Regions from separate parts of the Mus musculus genome. Here all the other regions are linked to region 1. Evidence: chromatin contacts called from public HiChIP or PLAC-seq and promoter capture Hi-C data. All regions are on one chromosome and are shown on one strand. Each heading gives the region's core, a stretch centred on a gene start, on an enhancer-like site or on the middle of the called end of the contact. The rest is flanking DNA. Distances are from core to core; before and after follow the strand shown.

Region 1 (2,736 bases), core at 126-2,625:
AGGCGAGGGTTGAGGCTGTTCTAATTCAGTGGTAGTGGTAATTGACACAATGGCCTGGTGTGTGCAGGTACACTGTACAGACACACAATTCCAAGAATTAAATGCCTTTTCCTAGAGAAAATTAAATGTCTTTTCCTAGAGAAAAATAATGCCACAATAAAATCCTTTAAAGTTAAAAGAGAGAAGAAAAATAGATCTAAGTTTAAAATCATAAATCTAAATTTGTTTTCTATAGTTTTTTCCAATTTTAACTCATTAATCTTAAAATACCCACCTGTCTATTGGGCAAGGGAATGTAAATTAAGACATGATTCTGAGTCTTGCTTATTAAACCACAATAATTGTGCAATAGAAGGTGTATTCTCACTGGTGTTAGTGTAAAGGGGATTAATATTCTCCTGGAGGGCAATATTAAAATAGTAATCAAAGTCTCAGCTCAGGAATAACTAGCTAACTAGAGACAGTTCCTGCTTCTTTGGTGTTCTAACAATCTAACGGAAGTCAAATGCCAAAGAAACTGTAAGAATGAAGTTGATCTTCGTGTACTTTTGCCCACTAAGACAGAGTATACAGAAAGTGCATGATGCAGGATCGTATATAAGCATGATGCACTTTAGAAAAATCTGTGGGGTTTTTGTTGAGGTTGTTGTTGTTGTTGGCTGTTTTGATTTGTCCGACAACCCCCCCCCCCGCCCCCAGGCAAGAAGATTAATTAGATAAAAAACCTAAACTTTTATCCTCACTCCAGGCAGTGGACATGAAATTCTGTTACACACAGAATTAAATGTTTCTACCCTGGTACGCAATATGGTAGAATTGATGACCCTATTCCTCTTTAAAATACCCAATTGGCCTGAGATTAGGAAGTGACAAAATTGGGTCAATCCCAATCCCAAGCAGTTACCCTCTGGTCGACCCCATTTGCTTATATTCAGCTAGTGAGATTCTGCAGGGGACAGCCCAGCCCCTGTCGCCCAGTTCCTCTGCCCCATGCTGCCTGCAGGAACGTGCCCACCGCAGTTGCCTGCAGCCTGGTGTCCTCGCCGCCACCTTAGCCTCTCCACCCTCCCGAGACGCCTACCGTCGCACTGGCGGCGGCGGGCAGCGTAGCAGGCGCCATCGCTCCAGCTCTTTCTGGAAGCGGAAGGCGGCACGGAATCCCTTCTTCACTCCCCGAACCGGAGGAGCCAGCGTGGGGACGGCCGGAGCCAATAGGCGGCGAGGGCCCTGCTGCAGCAACCGGAATACAGCAGAAGCCATGGCAAGAACAAGGCAATAGGAGGCGGAAGGAAGACAGCCGGAGCGGTGTAGCCCGAACGCGGTTCCCCGGAAACTGGTGCAGCAGCAGAGAGAGGCCTGAACGCTGGAGGACACCGAAGAGGGAGCATGGCTAGTGTACTGCGCGTGCGCAAGTGCTTCTTTCTGCCCATTCTGTAAGTATGGGTGCAGAAATTGTTGAGAAACAGTTGCTTGACCCTATCAGTCTCGCTTGTGTTTATTTCTCATTAAAGCAGAACAAAAACTAGTTTTTAAAGTTCTAAATAAAACACTTAAATTTTCACAAGAAAAACATTTCTTGTTTACATTCAGTCTTAAAAGTTGCAGACCATCATTCCAGCCACTACTGAGGAAATGTTTTCAAAGTTTAAGGCTTCACCCAACCGTTTCCAAAAAGTCTCGCTTACAAAAGCACGTTCAGAAGTGTGTTTAACTTAACCAAAATTAAAGTTTGTATTTTAAAACAACTACTTTCCTCCCACCCTACCCCCCTCCCACAGGGGAAGACTCGGGACCAGGAGGGGTACATAAAAATATTAACAGTGAAATTACAAGTTTTTTTTTTAAAAATCTGTATCAACGTTTGAAGCTTTCCTAACAAAATATGAGTAAAAGACCTGAAGTCAGAAATGGAAGTGTCTCTGCTTCTTTTCCCATAGTTTTTATGGTGAACATCTTTTCCTTGAGAGGCACCTGTATGGTTCTTATACAAGGGAAACAATTCCCCTGCACTCACCCAGTTAGACTCCAGGGTCTTTGTGCCTGCTTTCACAAACAGCTTGTTCATTTTTTTTCTCTTTTTTTATTATTATTATGTATTTTCTTCAATTACATTTACAATGCTATCCCAAAAGTCCCCCCACTCCCTCCCCCCCCCCACTCCCCTACCCACCCATTCCCATTTTTTGGCCCTGGCGTTCCCCTGTACTGGGGCATATAACGTTTGCCTGACCAATGGGCCTCGCTTTCCAGTGATGGCCGACTAGGTCATCTTTTGATGCATATGCAGCTAGAGTCAAGAGCTCTGGGGTACTGGTTAGTTCATAATGTTGTTCCTCTGATAGGGTTGCAGATCTCTTTAGCTCCTTGGATACTTTCTCTAGCTCCTCCATTGGAGGCCCTGTGATCCATCCAATAGCTGACTGTGAGCATCCACTTCTGTGTTTGCTAGGCCCCGGCCTAGTCTCACAAGGGACAGCTATATCAGGGTCCTTTCAGTAAACGCTTGCTAGTGTATGCAATGGTGTCATCGTTTGGAGGCTAATTATGGGATGGATCCCTGGATATGGCAGTCTCTAGATGGTCCATCCTTTTGTCTCAGCTCCAAACTTTGTCTCTGTAACTCCTTCCATGGGTGATTGTTTCCAATTCTAAGAAGGCGCAAAGTGTCCACACTTTGGTCTTCGTTCTTCTTCAGTTTCATGTGTTTTACCAACTTCTTATGCTCGTTTTCTGCTT
Region 2 (2,736 bases), core at 144-2,643, 1.5 Mb before region 1:
TCTGGGGGGGGGGGAGACTTTCTGCTCTTTATGTCTCTCATGAGTTCTTTCAATAGAGAACACAAGAGTGGAAGTTGAGAGTGATATGACAGAGATAGAGTCACATTGCTAACCTCATTTCACCCTTGGGGATACTAGTCAAAGTTGGGACACTGTTTAGTTGAAGTCCTGTTGCAATTCATACTCCCCTATGCAAATTTCATTTAAGAATGATGAACACAAATATAACACCCAAGAAAATCTGCATGTTTAATAAGCCAATGAGCAAAAGAGAATGTGGAGAGCAGTTGAGAACCGAAGTATGAAGAAGGCAGCTTTGTGTACGGCATGGCTTTAATAAGACAATCTGGGCTTACACCTTAGCACCATGTGACTAGTGTCAGATTTGAATTACAGAGACACTCTGGCTTCAGCTTCCTCACTAATAGACATATTATGACTTCTTACTAGATATGATATTAAGAGCACAAAGTAGATATGATATGAACATGGTAATACAGAATCCTGAGAGCTGTGGCAGTTGCAGGAGGATCACGAGTGCTGCTTAAGATATCTGTTTTGTTTAGCAAGGTGGTTCAACCCGAGGGGTAACGTTTATGTGTCACACAGAATAGAAGGGAACGACTAACGCCCCTTAGTGTTTCTTCAGAAAAGCATGCACCACGGGACCATATTATTCAAATAAAGCAAAAGTTCTCAATGGTGGGTCTCAACTTCTTTGGGGGGTCGCAAATCAGGTATCCTGTGTATCAGATATTTACATTAAAATTTCTCACAGCAGGGAGACTATAGTTATTGAAGTAATAGCAGAATAATTTTATGGTTTGGGGTCACCACAACATGAGGAACTGTACTAAAGGGTTACAGCATTAGGAAAGTAGAGAGGCACTGGAATAAAGTGCAGAACAACTGTGAGCAAGTGTTGTGTACAAACATTTCTTCATATTCTACTGGTCACCTAAGTCGAAGGAAAGCTTACCCAGTAGCTAGAGAGAGCTTCTTCTTTTTCTTTCTTTTTTTTTTTTTTTTGAAACATTCTTAAGCTACTCATTTCAATGACATTAACAGAAGGAAAAAAATCAAGAAGTTATTCTTCCATTTATTGAATTAAGCTCCCCACCCCTGCACTTTAATTTAATTAAAGAAGGGCAATGCTTTTTTTGTTTTTTGTTTTTTGTTTTCTCTCAAGACTCAGGTTGAACAGAGATAATTAAATGAAGGGAAGAAGTCATACAGCCCAATGCAGTTACCTTCATCTATCCATAAAAATGTGCAGCACACAAGGGGCGTTGGATACAGTTGCTCATTTTCCTCACTCAGGAGGTGTGTTTACAAGTAAGACTTTAAAAGCAACCCTGCCTTTGAAGAGCTGGTTGTACTATACATTTCGGTTGCTAGGGGGAGCCATGTATCCACTTTATTTGTTAAAGTTCTCCAAGCAGTGTGGGGCAGGCTTGTTGAAGCCCCATTGGTTTCTGTTGTTAAAGGTGTATTCCACAGAGTGCATGCTGGTGTTTAAAGAAAACAATGTATTTGAATCAGTGATACATCTTAAAGCATATGCTGACCATTCTGACCATAGCATCTTCTTTCTCCTAACCACAAAAGTTGATAGCATCCTAGATAGCTGTAGAATTTCCATTGCATTCATTTGTCATTTAATCTAGATAGGACAATAAATAACAGTAGATGACAGGGGAGCTGAAATGACACTGGTAGTCAGTTTCCACTTACATTTTATCCAAACCACACATGATAAATACAGGACAAGAAAAAGTCACTACCCTAGCAAATTCTGAGTGTTTAATTTCTCACAGGATTACATAGGAATACTGGGGTGAACTAAGTCACCCATCTGCATCCAACTTCTTTGTTACATCAGTGGCCAGAAGTCTCCTCTCAAAATTTTCCAGCAATCCGAAAAATTTGAGTATTTGAGAGAGTAAAATGATGTATGGCAAGAAGAGAAAGAATAAATATTATCCCTAATCCTTTTCATATATAAAAATACATTTATATTTAGTACACAATAATATTATATCAGTTATAATAATATAATTGATATTTTAAATTTGAAATTATATATAATTTATATAATATACTTATATAATATAAATGTATATTATTTTTATATAATATGAATCATATATTTATAATCACACTGATTCTCAACAATACTATTAAACAAATAATACTTCCCATACTCTACAGATAAAAAAACAGGCTCCCTGGAAAAAAGAAGAGTGACGCATTTAAGCGTTTCAGTTCATAACTTCTAGCATCCCATAAGCAAGACACGCTGGACAGCTTGTGTCAGCCAGCTCACACTGGCATTCTCTCTTGCCACATGGGGGAGTAAGAGCACCTGTTTGATATAGAACAGAACAGAAAGGCTCCACCCATGTCCTTGTACATCCTACAGGCAAGAAGCAGAGATAACAATAAACAGCATGGGATCGTCACTGTGAAAACTTCACCTCAGATCCTCCCATAACATCTGTGCCTTTCACACACTAAAGAATATTCTTCAGCTACTTTATAATTTTTCCATTGCCTTAGTTTTGACTTCTGATGATAAGGGTATAAAGGACACATCCAGGTACAGAGAACTAGCAGCTAGCAGACACCCTCAGAGTCCTTTGACCTAAGTGCCACCCCATGGGTTTGAATCTTCTTAGACGGAGTTGTAAATTGCATCAATCTGCCTCATTCCTGGTAGCGATGGAGATGGATAAT
Region 3 (2,736 bases), core at 108-2,607, 1.3 Mb after region 1:
ACACACAGGACAGTACAACAGCCCTTAGGTGCGTTTAAGCTCTTGCTGTGTGATTTCTAGGCTTGTTTTGTTTTTTGAGACAGTCTTGTTTTATAGAGCAGGCTGTCCTTCTCAGCCTCCTGAGAGCTGGGTTCACAGGGCTGTGCCTACCAGGGCTGTGACAGAGAACAGTCTTGGCAGAGCTTTCCATCACAGTCCTGTAGTGCTGAATCCTGTGAGACAGCTCCTGTTTACACTTGCTCCTGTCACAGTCCAGTGAGAGGAACTGAACACGGAGTCAGAATTTTGTCAAGTGGAGCTTAGCTTTAAGGGCTCCAGGCTGTAGGAGAGCTGAGGGGACCTGCTGTCTCTATTCTTAACCTTACTTGAGATCGGCACCTTCAGACTAAACTCTTTATCCCCAGTGCTCCCTGAATGAGTTTGTACTACTTATTAGCACTAGAGTCAGCCATGTGTCCAAGGATCCCTGGTTCCTTTTAGTGAGAAATCAAATTTATATCATGGACTGTATGCTAAGGTTGACATTGTTGCTCCATGCAACTTTGTTTCTGGGCTTTTTTGCATACAAAGATTATCGAGATTCAGAAAACACTTGTTTGCTTTGTTTTTGTTTTTAGTGTTGATCTTTTCAAATCAAACAGGTTTTTGTTTGATTTTTATATTGTTTCCCTTTTAGTCCTGGGGTTTGAACCTAGGGCCTCCTGTATGTTAGCCAAATGCTTTACCACTAGGCTACATCTCCATCCCAACATGGATATTTTCAGTTCATAGTCAGAACCTGAGGATATTTACAAAGTTGGATAGTTCTCTTAGTTTACATTGAAACTCTTGGTTTTTTTTTTTAAACACATTTCCATTTTTGTTTGCTTTTACTCATCTGGCTGTGTGTGTCATCAGAGTTTCAAAATGAGAATTCCAATGTTGTTAACTGTATGACTGCTGAAAATAGTTTAAGCACTACATACAGCCATTTCTTTTATCTGTAGTATATAACCTACGGAGTGAGTACATATAGATAATAATATTCAGTCTTTGTTTCATCTTTCATTCCATTCCTTTGCTACCTTCTGGGGCTGTGAAATTTTTTGTTTGTTTGTTTGTTTGTCTGGTGTGTGTGTGTGTGTGTGTGTTGGTGTTGGGTTTTTTTGAGACAGGGTGTTTCTATATAACCACAACTGGCCTTGAACCCAAGGTCCCTCTGCCTTCACCTCTCAAGTGATGGAATTAACAGGTGTGCTCCACTGACCTCAGCTTTCTTTTCATTTGTCCTCTGTGGTTTGTTTTTAGATATAAGAGCACATAAATGCGTACACACCCTTCTGCCTTCTCAGCTGAGTGAGCAATGCTGTGTGCACTGTTGTGTAGCTGGCTTCCTGTTCCAGCAGCCTACACAGAGGCAGCATATTGGGGCTTTTTTTCTTTGGCCCAAATGAACTGTTCTCATGTACAGAATCCCAGTTCTCCGACAGTGAACTTTGGCTTATTTCCAGTCAGTACTACACTGTGTGTAGCCTTGTGCTCATGCTATTTGATGCTTCTATCAGGGTACTTTTGGAAGAGATTGCTAGAGGTATGGGGCTGTTGGGAAAGGGTAACTGGTGGATAACCTTCTGATTCTCACACTGCAGGTGCAGCCAATGAGACGATCTTGTGTGCACTGAATTGTAGGTTCTATGGATTGCTTTTCCTTTCTGTTCTCAGTTTCATAGATGGGAAGTGGCATCTCACTAACATTTAGCTCCATCTTTTTTATGAACAAATATGAACATATTTTCTCATTTGTGGTATATTTTAATTTCCTTTTCTCTGAGCCTCTTGTTAATTATTTCTTTAGATTTATTGGTCTTAGAACTTTTCCTGTTGTATGACTATTAACTTTTTGTGATAAATATTGTACCTTTTTTAGTTTGTTAACTCTTTGATTGTCTGACTTTTACTATGGAGGTTTTTAAGCATCATATAGTAAGTTACTCATTTCTTTCCTTCTGGAATCTGACTTTCTTAGTGGAGATGTTTTCACACTGAGATCAGAAAGGAGGTCTTTACTCCAACCATAGTAATGAAGACTGGTTCCATTTTTTCTTACAGAGTGCTTCATAGTATCTGCACTTACTGCTTTTGTATTTGTTACTATAACTTTTATTAAATTAACTTCCAAAACTTCCATTGCTGTGAACAGACACCAAGGCCAAGGCAGATTTTTTTTTAAAGGATTTATTTATTTTATGTATATGAGTACGCTGTAGCTGGTAACTGTCTTCAGACACACCAGCAAAGGGCATCCAAATCCTTTGCAGATGGTTGTGAGCCACCATGTGGTTGCTGGGAATTGAACTCAGGACCTCTGGAAGAGCAGTCAGTGCCCTTAACTGCTGAGCCACCTCTCCAGCTCCCACGCAGCTTTTATAAGGACATCATTTAATTGGGGGGCTGGCTTATAGGTTCAGAGGTTCAGTCCATTATCATCAAAACAGGAAGCATGGCAGCATCCAGGCAGGCATGATGCAAGAGGAGCTTAGAGTCCCACATCTTGTTCCGAAGGCAAACAGAAGACTGGCTTCTACTTGGCTAGGAGGAAGGTCTCAAAACCCACCCCACACAGTGACACAGTGACTTCCTCCAACAAGGCCATACTTTCTAATAGTGTCACTCCCTGGCCCAAGCATATTCAAACCACCACATATGCCTTTTGAAATTCATGGAGAAATTGAGGAAACAGTATCTAATGATCATATT
Region 4 (2,736 bases), core at 105-2,604, 1.3 Mb after region 1:
TTAGGTGAGTCCCACAGTCCATGGCTGTTTTATCTTCCTGCTTTGATGTATTTGTTTTTTCATGGCTGCTGAAAGGAAGTACTACAAACTTTTGATTTCAAACAGAAACTTGAGTCTGGTGAGGTAACTTATATTCTTGTCTTTCAGGACACCTTAAAACTCTGAAAATTTCTGGCCATCCAGAGCTACAGGATGAGTTCCAGGACTGCTTCAGCTATAGAGTTGAGCCTTTATCTCAAATCATAAAGAATAATGAATGAGATGAAACAGAACTTTGTTATATTCAAGTTCTGGAGGCAAGAAACCCAAAAGCAATTTCACTGGCCCAAATCCAAGTGTTTTGGGGGCTGCTGAATAGGCTAGGAGAGATTTCCCTCCTTATCTCTTCCAGTTTCGAAGACTACTGACTTTATTTTTTTTAGTGACCTTACTGGAATCACTGCCTTCCGCTTATTGAGTCTACAGTCAATTGCATTTAGGGCCCATCCTAATAACCTAGGCTAAGTTCCATCTCAAAACCCTTAGCTTATTCCACATAGGCTCTGATACCACATAAAGTAGCATTTGCAGGCTACACGGGATTAAGTCCTGACATCTCAGTGGCCCATGATTTGACGTACTGTCCCTCAGAGTTATTCTAAGGAGCAAATCTGCTCGTGCACTTTTTAGGCTGAGTACAGCATCTGACAGAAAAGTCCTGCGGTCTCTAACAACGCCTACCCACAGGGCTGCTGCTGCGTTCGAACAAGGCTCGGGTATAAAATCTGTAGTTTCAAGAGGGTTAAAGGATTAAGTAAAAGCCCGGCAGTGGTGGCGCATGCCTTTAATCCCAGCACTAGGGAGGTACGGATCTCAAAAGTTCTCGGAGTTCAAAGCCAGCCTAGTCTATAGTGCGAGTTCCAGGACAGTCAAGGCGACAGAGAAACCTGTCTCAAAAAAGTAAAAAAATGTGGCCTGTTAACAGACCTTGCCATTAGTATTTGCATATTCTTCTTTGCAGGAAGTCTTGCATCCGTTTACCTTGCTTTTCAAATACCTCTGGGCGGACTTCTCTACCTGGAAGTCCTTCCCACCAATCTAGCGCTCCGCCTACCCAACTTGGCATCTTCCCTAGGGCTTTGGGAAGCATCCAGGCCTCTGAGGTCTGTTCTCACTCTTGCCTGTCAAAATAGAGATAATTCCACCCGATTACACCTATTTTCCAAACTTTTTGGTTATCGTCACAACAGAACTATGTTAAATAATCCAGAGAGAGGTGTTTTCCTATATTCGGCTGGAAAACGGATGTGCAAATGGTTGAATTTAGACAGGCATCACGTGAGACAGCCCAAGAGCGGAGCGTCGGGTCCTTCACTCTAGGGTCGCTGAGGCCCCGCATGTGGCGCAGGCGCAGTGTCCACGACTCGCCATGCCGACTGTCAGCGTAAAGCGAGACCTGCTCTTCCAAGCCCTGGGCCGGACCTACAGTGAGTGCCCGCCCCGTGGCTTGGGCTCGGTGCCTGGGGAAGTCTGCTCGCCCTGCAGAAGAACGTGCTGGCGGCGTTCATGCCGCTACGTGGGGTTTGGCCCGGCACGGCCAGAGTCCTCAGGGGCGCGCTGCTGGGCGAGGAGACTCGGCTGCGCTGAAGTAGCTTCTCGGAACCAGCTCCGCGGTGGCTCCGTTGCATCATCAGCGCGTGTCGGGCTCTCCGTGTCATTCATTTAGAGACCGAGCTCCAACTCCGTGCCCAGCACGGACTTTGGTGTCGGGACACAGACGAGGAAACGTACCCTGGGTTCCATCACAACTGTAGGCTGTGGAACCAGATTGACAGCGAAGGGGAGACGTTTAAGAAAGATGCGGGTCTCACTATGTAGCCCAGGCTGTTTTCGAACTGTCGGTCTTCTTGCCTCAGTTTCTGAGTGCTGGGATAACAAGCGTGTGCCACCAAGCCCGGCATTGGCTTTATTTTAGTGTTGACCAGGCTCCAGAAGTGTGTCAGGCAGTGTTTGGGAGTAGAGCTGTGCACATGACACATACATGAGAAAAATAACAAACCATGATGTTAGTAAAACGGTTTATTGGACATGCTAAATGTTTCTGGGAAAGGAAACCAGGTTTTGTGCAGGGGTAGCATTTGATAGTTAACATTGATTTGACCCCTAAATGGAATCACTTCTATGGGCTTAGCATTCATGACACACTTCCCTCTTTCTCAGTTCTAAAACTAAACCATTGTGGGGGGGGGGGGAAGGGAGGTAAATATTAGTCAAATTATCATTTCCAACACAGATGTAGTAAGTTGAAATGGTATCAGCCTCACCCTGTAGTTATCAGCTTCTATAAAGGTCAGAGCGAGTGTTTTATGAGAGCCTCCTTGTTTTTGAGTATTAGAGGCCAAAATTAGAGGACAAAATGGAGCAGGTTCATAACACCACAGTACTGATGTCGTACAAGTAAACTTTTAAGATTTTTTTTTCCTAAGGATGGACTTTAGATATTACTCACCCCCTGTGTTTGTCGGATTTTGTCGTTGTTCTTTTGGAGACAGAACCTTATTCTGAAGTCCAGGCTGACTCTAAACTTGTGGCAATCCTCCTGACTCAGTCTCCCAAGTGATACAATTATAGTTGTGACCAAGGCCTTAGAAACAGGAAATCGCTTTGCTTTTGGAATGTGGTTTTAATTTCCTAACCAGTTTCCCTTATATAGTAAGCTTATTAATATACCTCACTTGCCCTGTTACTCTAAATCAT

The links. Promoter capture Hi-C pulls out the DNA fragments that hold promoters and counts their contacts. HiChIP or PLAC-seq counts read pairs in DNA pulled down with a chosen protein or histone mark.
Region 2: a promoter capture Hi-C map of second pharyngeal arch cranial neural crest shows a contact between it and region 1. The contact joins the enhancer-like site here to the promoter of Mrpl44 in region 1. A contact is called at or near these places in 5 of 39 promoter capture datasets (the 3T3-L1 cell line, cranial neural crest, hippocampal neurons and 1 more), 6 of 484 Hi-C or Micro-C datasets (the N1E-115 cell line, cerebellum, cortical neurons and 2 more) and 2 of 115 datasets of contacts at active chromatin or transcription factors (astrocytes and embryonic forebrain).
Region 3: a contact with region 1 is called in an H3K27ac HiChIP or PLAC-seq map of large pre-B cells, with 4 times the contacts expected there. The contact joins the enhancer-like site here to the promoter of Mrpl44 in region 1. A contact is called at or near these places in 4 of 39 promoter capture datasets (the C10 cell line, liver and pre-B cells), 2 of 484 Hi-C or Micro-C datasets (B cells and CD4 T cells) and 3 of 115 datasets of contacts at active chromatin or transcription factors (the NIH/3T3 cell line, large pre-B cells and stem cell-derived neural progenitor cells).
Region 4: a promoter capture Hi-C map of pre-B cells shows a contact between it and region 1. The contact joins the promoter of Farsb here to the promoter of Mrpl44 in region 1. A contact is called at or near these places in 6 of 39 promoter capture datasets (the C10 cell line, the HPC-7 cell line, the SN4741 cell line and 3 more), 4 of 484 Hi-C or Micro-C datasets (CD4 T cells, CD8 T cells, bone marrow-derived macrophages and 1 more), 7 of 115 datasets of contacts at active chromatin or transcription factors (the NIH/3T3 cell line, Th17 cells, astrocytes and 4 more) and 2 of 9 other capture datasets (adipose tissue and liver).

Annotation. Positions count from the first base shown.
Region 1 is chr1:79,774,657-79,777,392 of GRCm38.p6, reverse strand. It overlaps Mrpl44 (mitochondrial ribosomal protein L44), which reads right to left and starts at 1,375. Exons shown (of 4, transcript NM_001081210.1): 1 at 1,082-1,375. The coding sequence starts at 1,260. It also overlaps a transcript of Wdfy1 not described here.
Region 2 is chr1:81,300,553-81,303,288 of GRCm38.p6, reverse strand. All of the region lies in intron 6 of Nyap2 (neuronal tyrosine-phophorylated phosphoinositide 3-kinase adaptor 2), which reads right to left. Among named protein-coding and RNA genes, the nearest start is that of Nyap2, 220 kb to the right of the region's middle. Within about 2 kb of position 1,393, at least 19 of the 459 cell types and tissues checked have an H3K27ac peak or open chromatin away from gene starts, as enhancers often do. A contact at or near this core is called in the N1E-115 cell line and second pharyngeal arch cranial neural crest, where this site is marked.
Region 3 is chr1:78,434,787-78,437,522 of GRCm38.p6, reverse strand. All of the region lies in intron 16 of Farsb (phenylalanyl-tRNA synthetase, beta subunit), which reads left to right. Among named protein-coding and RNA genes, the nearest start is that of Farsb, 53 kb to the left of the region's middle. Within about 2 kb of position 1,357, at least 63 of the 459 cell types and tissues checked have an H3K27ac peak or open chromatin away from gene starts, as enhancers often do. A contact at or near this core is called in the NIH/3T3 cell line, where this site is marked.
Region 4 is chr1:78,487,515-78,490,250 of GRCm38.p6, reverse strand. Farsb (phenylalanyl-tRNA synthetase, beta subunit) reads left to right here and starts at 1,354. Exons shown (of 17, transcript NM_011811.4): 1 at 1,354-1,466. The coding sequence starts at 1,409.